Linked DNA regions of Sus scrofa: regions 2, 3 and 4 are each linked to region 1. The links are chromatin contacts, called in public HiChIP or PLAC-seq and promoter capture Hi-C maps. All regions are on one chromosome and are shown on one strand. Each heading gives the region's core, a stretch centred on a gene start, on an enhancer-like site or on the middle of the called end of the contact. The rest is flanking DNA. Distances are from core to core; before and after follow the strand shown.

Region 1 (3,232 bases), core at 650-3,149:
TTTTTTAGGGAGGTTCCCAGGCTAGGGGTCGAATCAGAGCTGTAGCTACCGGCCTACACCACAGCCACAGCAACGCCAGATCTGAGCCGCGTCTGTGACCTACACCACAGCTCACAGCAACACCAGATCCTTAAGCCACTGAGTGAGGCCAGGGATTGAACCCACATTCTCATGGATACTAATCAGATTCATTTCCACTGAGCCACAATGGGAACTTCAACTAGCAAGGTGTTAAACAGGCACCCAAAACATGGTTCTTTTTTTTCACCTTGATTCTTTTTAGTTCCACTGCAGAGGACATCAGGGAAAGAAGGCAGCCAGCTTTCTTCAGACCAGAAGGTTCCCCAAAGGCTAAATCCACTGAATCACTGACCCTCAAAAGCGTAACTCAGTTTGCCCACCTACCATTGTTATACCATCTTGGGGGTTGGGTTGGTGACATATATCTTGGCAACCCACTCACTGTGGACTTCAAACTCAACTCTGCCACTTCTGTGCGAACAGTTCTGTGTTCCTAGCATGCTGCTATGTGTCTTTGGGAAAAAGACACTTTCTACCTACTCTAACTGAAGTGAATTAGCATATGGTGCAAAGGGGGAGAGAACAGAGCATGCCAATTTCACAGTCAGTTATTCCATTTGTACCAGACTTTACTTTCCCATAATTTCATCTGATTCCTACAAGAGTGAGGGATTGTATCAGGAGCATTTTTTTAAAAGAGAAAATTTAGGGCCTAAAATTAAAGAAACCTGATCAAGATCATATGATTATTAAGAGCTATTACACTGATAGAGACAGGCTGGAATCAGGTCTCCTACTCTGAATCGCAGGCTCTTTGTTCAAAAATGAAAAATACTCAGTTTTACAGATCATTCATCCTCAAAGGGAAACTAAGAGGTTTACTTGCCTACTTATTTCTGCAAGCTGTTGGTTAATTATTACCATATTCTTGTTTAACTGTATGGTCATGGGGTTGCGAAATAAGCCCGGGCCGCCTGTTCTCAAATTCAAACTTTAGTCAAGCTGCCCTGTGGGCTACCCAGGTCAGGAACCCACCTCTCTAACATTAGGCATATCCAGCAGTTCCCCAAACACGTAGACACCAGGGGCCTCCAGCACCTGGTGGATGAGTGTGGCCAGCGCTGCCCCCTTGGCCGACTTCGCCAGGAGCAGGAATTGCTCCTGGTTCTGCCCTGTCACCTTCACCTCCGCACTCATGGCTGCACTGAGCTGGGGGGACCTGGGCTCAGGAAGTCTGGAGCTGCAAGGAAAGAGAATGTGAAGGCGAAGTTCCTTGAACAGGGGAGGATGAAAAGCACAAGAGATAAGGGCTGGACTGGAGACACTGAGCCACTTTCGCAACAATAAAGTTCGCTCTATCTCGCAACCCAGAGATCGAGCAGTCTAACATCGGACCTAGGAACCCTAAAATCGGGCACTTTGAAGGAAGCCTGGCTAAAATCCGGCTGCCACGCCCACCTCCCCCAACCCTGGGCCTAACCTCAAGCCCCACCACGTGCACCCCAATGAACCCCAAGGCACAAGTCGTAGTGGGGGAGGTGATGTCACATAGTATCCACCGGGACGACGCTCCCTCAAATCCACAGTACCCCGCAGGTGCCCCGAACCACGTGACCTCACCCTCGCGATCCTTCCACGTGGCTCCGCCCCCTCCCTTAAAGAGGCCGCCCAGGGACCGTGGGCTCCCGCCGACTGCCTCGTCGTACTCTGGGTCAGACTCCGCGGGCCGCTACCTGGAAGCTTCTTCTTCCAGCGCACTGGGCGGGGCCACCGCTCCGTCACCTCCGGCAGCTGTTCCCAGCCTTTCCTGCCACCTCCCTGCACGGTCGCTCTGGCCCCTAAACTCTATGGCTGGCTTCCGGCCTTACTTTCCGCTCTCACGGGGCGGGTTTCAGGCGGGACATGCTCCGTCCCCGCCTCCGACTGATGAAGATCCCAAGAGCGACGCAGGCGTTCTGCTCTCTGATTGGCTCTTGCGGAAAGAATGACGGGCGCCCTTTCCTCGGCTTTGTTTCAATAAAACTTTATTGGACAAGCGCAAGAGGCTGTTTGCAGAGGGAACTCTTGGCGATAGCCTGCTACCGGCTAGTTCTGCGTCAGCTTCAGGCTGGCTGAGGTCTGAAAATTTGTCAGAGTTCCCGAGGCAAGAGAAAAGCTGTAATCGAAAGAGAGGGGGATTTAAAAAAAAGAGAGGGGAGTTCCCGTCGTGGCGCAGTGGTTAACGAATCCGACTAGGAACCATGAGGTTGCGGGTTCGGTCCCTGCCCTTGCTCATTGGCTTAAAGGATCCGGCGTTGCCGTGAGCTGTGGCGTAGATTGCAGACGCGGCTCGGATCCCGCGTTGCTGTGGCTCAGGCATAGGCCAGTGGCTACAGCTCCGATTTGACCCCTAGCCTGGGAACCTCCATATGCCGCGGGAGCGGCCCAAAGAAATAGCAGACAAAATAATAAAAAATAAAAAATAATTAAAAAAAAAAGAGAGGGACATAAGGAAAAAGGTGGTGTGAAACGAGGAGGAGAGAGGGAGACCATAGAAGTTGAGCTGCAGAGATCGTCTCATTTTTATTGCAACCACTCATTTTTTTGGAGGAGAAAGAGACAAGTGTGGAAACGGTAAATAGTAATAGCTAACACGTATTGAAGGCTTACTGTTGTTCAGGCATCTTTTAAAATTAAAATTTGACCCATTGAATTCTCATAACTGTACAGTGTCTCCATGGTGTTTCCAGGACGCCATCTCTCATGTTTGCAAATGTACTGAATGATGCATTCCTGTACATTAACCCTTTTGATTCCTGGAGAAGGAAAAAAAATCCTAGCTGCAGGGAAGGCATACATTGAAGCTCATAAAAATCCAGAGTTTTGGAGTTCCCGTCGTGTCGCAGTGGTTAACGAATCTGACTAGGAACCACGAGGTTGCGGTCCCTGCCCTTGCTCAGTGGGTTAACGATCTGGCGTTGCCGTGAGCTGTGGTGTAGGTTGCAGACGCGGCTCGGATCCCGCGTTGCTGTGGCTCTGGCATAGGCCGGTGGCTACAGCTCCGATTGGACCCCTAGCCTGGGAACCTCCATATGCCGCGGGAGCGGCCCAAAGAAAGCAAAAAAACGAACAAACAAACAAAAAATCCAGAGTTTTATTTGGAGCCCATGTCTATTCGAGCCTGGAGCCATCTTTCCAATTTACCACAATACTTTAGGGGGCAAAAATAAAC
Region 2 (3,127 bases), core at 2-2,501, 72 kb after region 1:
AAAGAACTGTGGTTGAGCTCAGGAAACCCCTGCTCTGATATCAAGTGAGAGGTCTGATGGTCTGAAAACGGTGAAGTGGGGAGGAGCTGCACCTTTTGTTTGTTTTTCAGCCACACATGTACAAAGTTCCTGGGCCAGGAATTGAACCTGTGCCACAGCAGCCACCAGAACCACAGCAGTGACAACGCTGGGTCCTTGAGGAACTGCATCTTTTTTTTTTTTTTTTGTCTTTGTTGTTGTTGTTGTTGTTGCTATTTCTTGGGCCGCTCCCGCGGCATATGGAGGTTCCCAGGCTAGGGGTTGAATCGGAGCTGTAGCCACCGGCCTACGCCAGAGCCACAGCAAAGCGGGATCCGAGCCGCGTCTGCAACCTACACCACAGCTCACGGCAACGCCGGATCGTTAACCCACTGAGCAAGGGCAGGGACCGAACCCGCAACCTCATGGTTCCTAGTCGGATTCGTTAACCACTGCGCCACGACGGGAACTCCAGGAACTGCATCTTAATGACATGCTTGGAGCTGTGACTCCAGCATCAGCCTTTAATAATCTGGGATCCCCCAAAACATGTTCTGGATACACACATATGAGGGAAACTGCACAGCATTTAGAAGAAAACATTACAGAGTTCCTGTCGTGGCTCAGTGGTTAAAGAACCCGACTAGTATCCATGAGGACGTGGGTTCGATCCCTGGCCTTGCTCAGTGGGTTAAGGATCCAGTTTTGCCATGAGCTGTGGTGTAGGTTGCAGATGTGGCTCGGATCCAACGTTGCTGTGGCTGTGCCTTAGGCTGGCAGCTGTAGCTCCGATTCAGCTCCTAGCCTGGGAACCTCCATATGCCGTGAGTACGATCTTAAAAAGACAAAAAAGAGAAAACATTATGGAGAAGCTCAATATGTAGAATATAGCACAAAGAACAGTGTCAAGCATCTCCATCTACCCTTTATCAGCTTTGATTATCAACATGCCATTGGCCTTTTAATGGGATGTTGAAACCTCTGAGAAGCTCTGTAACAGAGAAACCTTTTCCACTTAGTCTCTCCATTCTCATTCGACCACAGTGTCCTTTTTCACCTGCCGCTTGTTTTTGAGTACTGACTGCAAACACCATGCCCGGTCCTACTGATGTAGAAAACAAGGGGCTCAGCCCGGGGTACAGAGACCAGAGGCTGTCATCTGAGCCCTGGTTCCCCCCCACACACACACACATACACACAGATAGAAGCTACATGTGGCAAGAGTGAAACCACCTGCAGGAACCCAACAGAGAGACAGACAGCCAGGAGGAACTGATGAGAACAAAAGGCTGGTGGGTTAGTCATCTGGCATCACTGGGTGGGTGTGCCAGTTAGGCTCACCGGAAACTGTGGGAAATGTGTGAGCCATGAGGGGACAGTCAGCAGTCAGCGATGGTTGGGGCCAGATGAAGTGCCTTTATCCGCTGGGGATTCTTCTCCTCTGACCTGTCTGTGGACCACTGAGGGCAGTGCTTCCTCCTCTGTCTCCCTGCCCCACGCAGGGTTGGGCGAGTGCAGGGAGCTGGGATCTGCTGACAGCTGCGGAGGTGGGTGTGTCCGCCTGCCTGGAGCAGGTCCTACCAGCCCAGCCCAGCCCAGAACAGGCAGCAGCGGAAGCCAGCTCAAGGCAGCGGCGGAGCCTCAGCGAGCACAGGTATGGGGGCATCACAGGTTGGGGGGAGCCCCCCAGGGGCAGCCCCTCTCCTTTAGAAATAGGACATGGGTGGGGGGGGGTGGAGGTGAAAGTAGGCTGTGGGCCCTGGGAAAATGTTTCAGTCAAAAGCCCAAAGGGACAGGCTTGGGCCCACAGACAGGGGACAGAGGATTGCCCTAGATCTTGAAGCCCCACCCTGGCTGTCCCCGAGGCTGTGTCCTCCCCTTCACCGGTCAGGTCCCCACTGTCAAGCTGAACCCCAATCCCAGGGCCACCGAGGAAGGCCCTCTGGGGCTGGTTGCCAGCCCTTTCCTACTCTTAGACAACGCAAGCCCTAAAACCCACTCGCCCCAGGGCCGGGCCTTTGCCGGTGACAATGAACTCATCTGATGAAACCCCATCAGCAGGGTCAAGGCTCAGCTGTGCCCTTACGGGGATCCTTCCAATGTAACCAGTGTGCTTCAGTGGTGTCTTGGACAGACGCTGCCTTAACCCAGGGCATTGTCTTTATCGGAGGATTAGATGAACTGTGTCCAGGGTCCCTACAGTTCTGCGGGAATGTGGCCTGTGAGGGTCCCGAAGTGGATAAAATTTCAGATACTGAGCATGGGTTGGGGGAGATATTTGAGAGCGGGCAAGGCCTTCTGGTCCCTCTGTGTCCCAACCATGAGGCAGCTGCCCACCGAGTCCTTATGTTCACGGGGGCCTCCCTGACGGAAGGGGTTGTGTCGCCTGTCGCTTCAGGGTGAGCGAAGGTCGTAGCAGAAGGGAAGATGGAGGCAAGGATTAAACGGGAGGCAGAAACCTACTCAACCCATGAGCCTCACTTCCTGGCAACTGAGGGACCCTAGAACCCAGCTCTTTCGGCCTCTGATACCTGTGCCCACAGGAAGGGGAAAGCAGAGACTTGAGTGCTGCCTGAGGTCAGGGCGAGGTCCACGAGGCCAAAGGCTCCTGTGGAGGCGAGAACCACCCAAGGCTATGGAGGGCTGAACCCTCTTAGGTCTTTTTTTTTTTTTCCTGTCTTTTAGGGCCACACCCAACACATATGGAGGTTCCCAGGCTAGGGGTCCAATCAGAGCTATAGCTGCTGGCCTACACCACAGGCATAGCAACTCAGGACCGATGTGCATCTGCGACCCACACCATAGGTCACAGCAATGCTAGATCCTTAACCCACTGAGCAAGGCCAGGGATCGAACCCTCATCCTCATGGATGCTAGTCAGGTTCATTAACGGCTGAGCTATGATGGGAACTCCAGATCCCACCTAGGTCTTGATTGGGACCTTGTTTCCTGTTTTTCCAGCTCTTGTCCGCAGGGTGGGGAGAGGTATGCTGGTGGGGAGGTGACAACCACACATCAATCATTGAGCTGTAGGTCGCCTTTGCTTTCTGCCTTTTTCCAGAAAAACCGTGGGGAGACATGAGAGGGAAAAGTTGCAGCCGGGGATGGG
Region 3 (3,181 bases), core at 66-2,565, 94 kb after region 1:
TGAACTTTATGTGAATGGCTCATCTGACCAGCTTGGTATTTGGTGGGTCTTACTCAAAATTTAACTGGAGGTAAGTGTTGCTAAGTGTCTGGAGAACATCTGGATTTTGGTGGGATTGGGTGGGGCTCAGTCCAGTTCCTGCATGTCTGAAAATGATGGATGAGGAAAGCTAGAGTCTGTCCTAGACATCAAGAGACTTTGTGCCAGGATACTGCTTTGGGCCATTAAGGGCTGAAGGTGTGTACAAGTTGGGGCGGGGACAGGGCAATGTGGATAGCCTGCTTCACCCTTGCTGGTGTGGGAGTTAGGGTTTTAGACTGACAGCCTCTGGAGATGGGGGAGGGATGAGTATAAATATTATGGGATGCCTGACTGGAAAGGTATAGGGGTGGTAGAGATGAGCATTATGGGACCTGACTCTGGGTTGTGTTGGGAGTATTATTGTATGTTTGCTTGACCACAGGTTCTTTGTCATTATTATGGGATGTCAGGGTGTGGGTGGGGGAGTAAAATTATGGGATATCTTTCCAGTGCTAGAGGAAAGGAGTTTGGATGTCCATCTGTGAGGTGACTGTAGGGCTGTTGATCATTATGGATATCTCTGATAGAGGAGGAGTGGTTATTATGGGCTGTGGAGTGGGAATGAACGTCTGAAGCCTTGGGGTCGAGTTTTGAGGTTCTAGCCCACAGGGGCTGAGGGCAGCTCCCCAGGGGGTTGGTTATTATGGGATGTCAGTACAGAAAGTGGGAGACTGATTACTACGGGATGTGTGTGGGAAGTGGGAAGAGGCCGAAGTGTCCGTTGTTGGGGGGGGGTGAGTTTCTGACTATTATGGGATATCAAACTGGGGGTGGATGAAGAGTGGTTATTATGGGATGTCTGTGGGGGATGGGGATGAGTATTATGGGATGTGAGCATGAAGAGCGGGTAGGGGTGCTTATTATGGGATGGCCATGGGGAGGGAGAGGTGACGAATTATTATGGGATGTTAGCATTAGGGCCAAGAGTGAAGAAGTTGGCAAAGGATGGCTATTATGGGATGTCTAGGGGAGGGGTAAAGTGTTAGTTGCAAAAGGTCTGCAATATCATGAGATGTCAACATCCCTGGCATATATGTATATGTGTATGGAGTGCGTGCGCGTGGGGGGGTGATGGTTGTGGTGGTGGTGGTGGTACGGTGGTGGTGGTGGTGGTGGTGTCCGTGTGTATTATGGGATGGCCAGGAGGTGGGTGGTTGCCCGGGTGACACGCGCGCGCGCGCTCGAAGGGGGCGTGGCCAGTGGTTGCTGAGCGACGAGGGGGCGGGGGTTGCCCGGGAGACCTAGGGAGGAGGGTGGCGGTAGTGGAGGGGGGGTTGGAGTTGGTTGAGGTTATTATGGGCTGTCCGTGGGGGGGCGGGGCCTGTGCGGTGGGATTTCCCGGCCGGTGTTTCGGGCCCTTTAAGAGGCGACGCTGGAGCCGGAGCCATTTTCCCCCCTTCGGCCGCGGCGAGGAGGAGCCGGAGCGGGAGTGACACCCGGCCGGACCCTGCGCGACCTGCGGCGGCTCCGGGGTGAGGAGAGCGCGGGGTTCCCAGACAGAAGCCCCTCTCATCCCGACCGGCCCCGAGGGTCATCCCTCCACCCAGCCTCTCTTCGGGCGTCCCCGGACCCGCAGACCGCCCCCTGCCCGGGAAGCCGACCCTGCCTCTCCTTCCCCTGCAGGGCGCCCAGCCCCCGCCCTCGCCCTGCCCGACTCTAGCTCTCCGCGACTCCCACCTCGGGCTTTGCCTCCCACAATGCCCGGCGCCCCCCTCGCCCTTTGCTCACTTGCCCCCCGGGACACGTGGCCCGGCCCCCCGCCTGGTGGGAGCCCCGGCCCCCCACGCCCCTGCCTCCAGCCCCCCGGAGCGCCGAGCCTCCACGCCCCCTCGTCCCCGCGGCTTCTCCGGAGAACCCGAGTTGTCCCAGAGGACAGCCTTTGGAGAGCTGCCCTGTCTGGGGACTGGCCCCTCCCCAGGCGCAGGGAGTCGCCCCCCCACCCCCAAGTGACCTTGTGTCCCCAAGCGCCTCGCCGCCGGCCGCCTCCCCCGATCCTCCCCCCACCCCCCCCGCGCCGCGGCCACTCGGACCCCCTCCCCCGACACGCCCGGCTCAGTTCAGCGGCTTCTCCCCTCCCTACGCCGGCACCGGCTTGCCCTCGGGGGCGCCGCTTCCTCCGGTCTGGGGGGCTCCAGCCCGGGAGCCGGCTTCCGGGCTGCCCCTGGGAGTGTGGAACTAAGTTCAGCCTGAGTGGTTCGGGTGCCCTGCTCGGGTGGCTGAGGGGTGGGGGGGCCGGGGGTGGGCGGAAAGCGCGGCGGGGTGGGGGAGGGGGCCGTGCGCGTCACTGACTGTTCTCTTTCTCTCCCCCCTCCCCCGCACAGTGACTCGGGCCAGTGTCGAGGGCCCCAGGCCGCAGGCAGGAGCAGCTGGGCCAATTCCCTGGCCGGGAGCGGAAGGGGATGGCGTCGGGCCTGGGCTCCCCGTCCCCCTGCTCAGCGGGCAGTGAGGAGGAGGATATGGATGCACTTTTGAACAACAGCCTGCCCCCACCCCACCCAGGTAACATCTTCCCCAAGGGCCCCGGGCAGGAAGGAGCCATCTGGGCCCTCCCTAGTGGCTCCGTGAGGCAGGGTTGAGTTTCTGGGCTTGCTCTGTGCAGTGAGAGGTGGAGGGCATCCGAAGGGAGTGGTTCTCTTCTGCGGAGCTCTTGTGCGAGGGGGTTGGAAGCCATGTGCCTCCCGGGCTGCGCGGACCGAGATGCAAGCTTGCTGCACTGCCTTCGGGAATTGCTCTGCAGTTCCCGGTTGAGGGAGCTCTCTGGGCTGGCAGGCTTTGTGGGTCCTTGGAGGAATGCAGGTGGCTGGGACCCCTGGAGGCTGTGCAGTGGGGAAGGGGCTGGGTTGAGGATCGCTTTTGGAGGAGACCAGCCGGGCATCTCTGCCGGTAGGATCCTGTGATTGCTGCTGTGGAAAAGAAAGAGGGAGTGCTGGTTACTCTCTGATTATTTTTAGCTTCTGATCAGTTACCGGCTTTCTGTGCTGTTTCAACTGTGTGAAGTTTGAATTGCGCTCCGAAGCTGGAATCTAGAGTGCTCTTAGCCAGGCAGATTGCTGGAATGTTTTGAGTGGGGCTAGGAGTGGGATGTAGTAGCCTGCAGGGT
Region 4 (3,268 bases), core at 124-2,623, 92 kb before region 1:
AGGACACCGGGCCCCTCAGCCCTGCCTCCCTCTTCTTACTTTGCCGAAGCTCTCTCCTGCCCAGAAGTGGAGGTTCACACTCACCCCCCACCCCCGCCCTCATGCTCTCCAGTCCCTAGCCCCTCCGCCTCGTTCCCAGGAAGGGGCGGCTGTCACCCCACGAAGGTCCCAGTAAGACTTCCTAGAACTCCAGGCCCCTCCGTCTTCTACTTCCACCCCGAGGCAGGACGCCCATTCCAACTTTGCTCCCACTCTCCCGAGGCTGTCCCTCTGCCACCTCGATGGGTGCTTGCCGCGGTTTGATATGAACGACTCCAAGGGAGAGGTCCCATCAGCACGGCCCCACCCGAGTCCGGGCGCTGGCACGCCGCCCCTCCCGGGAGCGGGAGGAGGACAGCAGCTGGGCGGGGGATCCCTGGGGCCGCGCACCTGGTAGTAGGCCCTCTGCAGGTAGTTGTAGGGTTCCCGGCGGCGGAAGGCGTCCCGGAGCGTGCTCCCCACGCGGAGCCGCGCCGCGCCCCCCGGGCCCAGCCTCCGCGCGGCGCACTGGGTCAGGCACTCGGCGCGCCGGAGCGCGGCACGGAGTAGCAGCGGCTCCCAGGCGCCCCGCGCCGCTCCGGGCCCCGGGGCAGCGGCGAGCAGGGCGGGGAGCGCGGCCCCCGGCTCGGCGGCGCAGCGCTCCTGGCAGTCCCGCCGCGCGCGGCCCAGCGCCACCCGGCTCCGCAGCGCCTCCCGCAGCAGAGCCACAGCCGGCGCCCAGGCCCCGGCCGCGTAAGCGCGCAGCCCGTCGGCGTAGAGCAAGTCGGGGGCCTGAGGGGGCGCCCCCGGGGACAGCGGGGCCAAGCCGGGGGGTTCGGGGGACCCCGGGGGAGGCAGCAGCAGCAGGAGCAGCAACAACCAGAGGAGCCGGAGCATCGTGTCAGAGCCGCCGGCCGGCTGCCCGAGGGAACTGCGGGAGCCGAGAGGGAGAGGGAGGAAAGGGGGAAGGGAGAGGGAGGGGAAAGGAAGGAGAGATGGAGAGGAGGGAGGAGAGGAAGAGGGGAGGAAAGAGCGGCACCGACCGGCGCTGATGGAGCCGAGACAACCCTGGGAGAGGCCGGTCTGGGAGACAGGAGTCAGAGAACGCCTGGCAGAACGTGGTGAAGCGGGCTTTAGGATAAGCGAGGTGGCAGGGACGAGAAACAGACCGTGGAGCGAGCGGAGCCGATGGCTGGCACTGGAGCAGGCCTAAGGCACCCTGAGGAGCCTCTTAGGACTCCGGACTCCAACTCCAGAGGCCCTTGGGGCGGGAGTACCTACTGCAGCAATGTTCCCCTCCAGCCTAGAGTCCAGGAAAGGGAGCGTGCCTGCCTCCCACACACCCAGCCACCCACGCAGGCTTTTGGAAAAAGAGCTTTAGAATGCAGCAGGGGGGAGGATAAACTCCAGGCCTGTGACACCAAGTCTGCCCAAACCCTTTCCTGCCCAGAAAGTGGGCACACACAGATTTGGGAAAAGGAGGCAAGCTGAAGCATGGGAGGTAGAGATGTCCTGTAAAACCACCCCTACGATCTCAACAAATATCCTTCACACCCAAAACCAGCAAGCTCAAGAGTCTCCCCATACCCCCCACCCCAGCAGGAGATGCCCTCCTAAGCCTGTCTCTGTGTTGTCCGCGTGTCTCTCTTCCTCTGTGTATATTTCTGCGCCTCTGTCCACTGTCTCTGCTCTGTTTTGTCCTCTCTGAGCCATTCCACTCCCCAAGCCTCTGACCATCCCCTTTGCCACCACAGCACACTGGACACAGAGGTTTTCATGGTAACACTTCAGACTTTAATACATTTTGCTAGGGATGACGGAAGGTGAGCTGGGCATCCGGTGACGGGATGACAGCAGGAGTTCCAGGGCCCCCGATCCAGCCCATCTCCTTAGAGTCTGGAGGCAGCCGCCTTAGGCTCAGGTATAGAACGAGGTGTTACCCACCCAGCCCCACCTCCTCTCAGTCCAGCAGGCCCACTTGGGCTCAAAGGGTCAGCTGGGGGAAGATGGGGTTACCTGGGCCCCAGGATCCTCCCCAAGCTCGTGCGCCCCCCTCACCTCCTGTCAGGGAGCAGCGTCGCCCTGCACTTAGGCCCAAAGGAAGTCCAATGGCTCTGCTCTCAGGGGACCCAAGGGAGAGTCGGCGGGGTGAGATGCCCAGGGGCCTGGGCCGGCGAGGAGAGGGCCCCGGCGAGGCAGTCGGAGAAGGCAGAGGCGTCTCGTCAATGAAGGTGGTGATCTCCTCTCGGAAGAAGCCTGGACCCCATGGAGGTCCCCCACCTGACCCCAGAACCCCACCCTCCAGGAATTGGCGGAGGCTGGCCAGCCCCCCACCTTCAGCCTCTTCCTCATCCTCCTCATCCTCCAGCCTTTGTCTCTGTCCCAGGTACTCAGGAGGGCCCCCTAGGGCCCGGCTCTGGGCTGGGAGGACCCGGATGTCATCAGAGGATGACCACTTGTGCAGGAAGGAGCCTGGTGCCCGAGGAGTAGCGAAGATGTTGGTCTCATCATGGGACAGACGGCGGGCCAGAGGGACCTGGGGAGAGGAGGAAGTAGACCCAGAGGTGCTGCAGGGACAAAGGGGGCAGAGGCAGAAACTGAAACGGGGACTCTCTGCAAGTGGCTCCACCCCTACACTTTCGCAAAAAAACGCCTCTGATGGGCGAGCCGGCTTCTGGCAGGTCTGTGCCCTGCAGGCCCGGACTAGGGAGGGATGAGAGACTGCAGAAAAGGAGGGAGGGGATACCCACAGTCGGAGGTGTATGGCCTCGTCCCATACCTGTAAGTAATGGACCCTCTCAAGAGGGGGAAAAAGCATGTGCCTTCCAGGCAGCAGCTTCACTTGGGCGGGGTCCCTGCCCCCTGGTCCTGTGGCCCCGTTGGCATCAAAGCGAACTTTGCACACTCGGCCGTCTGCATAGTCATCACAGCCCCCATCTAGGAGATAAAAGGGGCAGAGTGGTTACAAGCAGGGAATACCCACCCCCCAACCCCCTCATAAAGCTTCCACTCCCTTATAAGTTCCCTGGAGAATCCTCCTGTTCCCATTAGTCTGTAAATTCTAAGAGGAAAGCAAGAGTCGCTAAGGGTCTGTTGCTTCATTGCGGAGCCCCTAGTGATTCATACATACCCACACACTTAATTGAAACAGTTGCCACACCCCCCCCCACCAAGAGCTGTCACCGTATGGTGGGGGTGGGGGGGTGGCGGGGTGGGAGGGGTGTGGATGCCCAGGGGAGAGATCCCTCCG

The links. Promoter capture Hi-C pulls out the DNA fragments that hold promoters and counts their contacts. HiChIP or PLAC-seq counts read pairs in DNA pulled down with a chosen protein or histone mark.
Region 2: an H3K27ac HiChIP or PLAC-seq map of alveolar macrophages shows a contact between it and region 1. The contact joins the promoter of LPAR5 here to the promoter of COPS7A in region 1. A contact is called at or near these places in 2 of 5 promoter capture datasets (fetal liver and liver), 6 of 47 Hi-C or Micro-C datasets (alveolar macrophages, blood, embryonic fibroblasts and 3 more) and 1 of 2 datasets of contacts at active chromatin or transcription factors (alveolar macrophages).
Region 3: a contact with region 1 is called in an H3K27ac HiChIP or PLAC-seq map of alveolar macrophages. The contact joins the promoter of CHD4 here to the promoter of COPS7A in region 1. A contact is called at or near these places in 1 of 5 promoter capture datasets (liver), 1 of 47 Hi-C or Micro-C datasets (alveolar macrophages) and 1 of 2 datasets of contacts at active chromatin or transcription factors (alveolar macrophages).
Region 4: a promoter capture Hi-C map of liver shows a contact between it and region 1, with 3 times the contacts expected there. The contact joins the promoter of P3H3 here to the promoter of COPS7A in region 1. A contact is called at or near these places in 1 of 5 promoter capture datasets (liver) and 4 of 47 Hi-C or Micro-C datasets (embryonic fibroblasts, liver and skeletal muscle).

Annotation. Positions count from the first base shown.
Region 1 is chr5:63,975,571-63,978,802 of Sscrofa11.1, forward strand. COPS7A (COP9 signalosome complex subunit 7a) reads right to left here and starts at 1,900. Exons shown (of 8, transcript XM_003126528.5): 1 at 1,755-1,900; 2 at 1,057-1,261. The coding sequence starts at 1,218.
Region 2 is chr5:64,048,219-64,051,345 of Sscrofa11.1, forward strand. LPAR5 (lysophosphatidic acid receptor 5) reads left to right here and starts at 1,252. Exons shown (of 2, transcript XM_005652601.3): 1 at 1,252-1,672.
Region 3 is chr5:64,070,312-64,073,492 of Sscrofa11.1, forward strand. CHD4 (chromodomain-helicase-DNA-binding protein 4) reads left to right here and starts at 1,316. Exons shown (of 40, transcript XM_021092425.1): 1 at 1,316-1,553; 2 at 2,403-2,580. The coding sequence starts at 2,481.
Region 4 is chr5:63,883,921-63,887,188 of Sscrofa11.1, forward strand. P3H3 (prolyl 3-hydroxylase 3) reads right to left here and starts at 1,374. Exons shown (of 14, transcript XM_005652597.3): 1 at 430-1,374. The coding sequence starts at 915. GPR162 (probable G-protein coupled receptor 162) reads right to left here. Exons shown (of 5, transcript XM_013987412.2): 4 at 2,798-2,955; 5 at 1,790-2,554. The coding sequence ends at 2,003.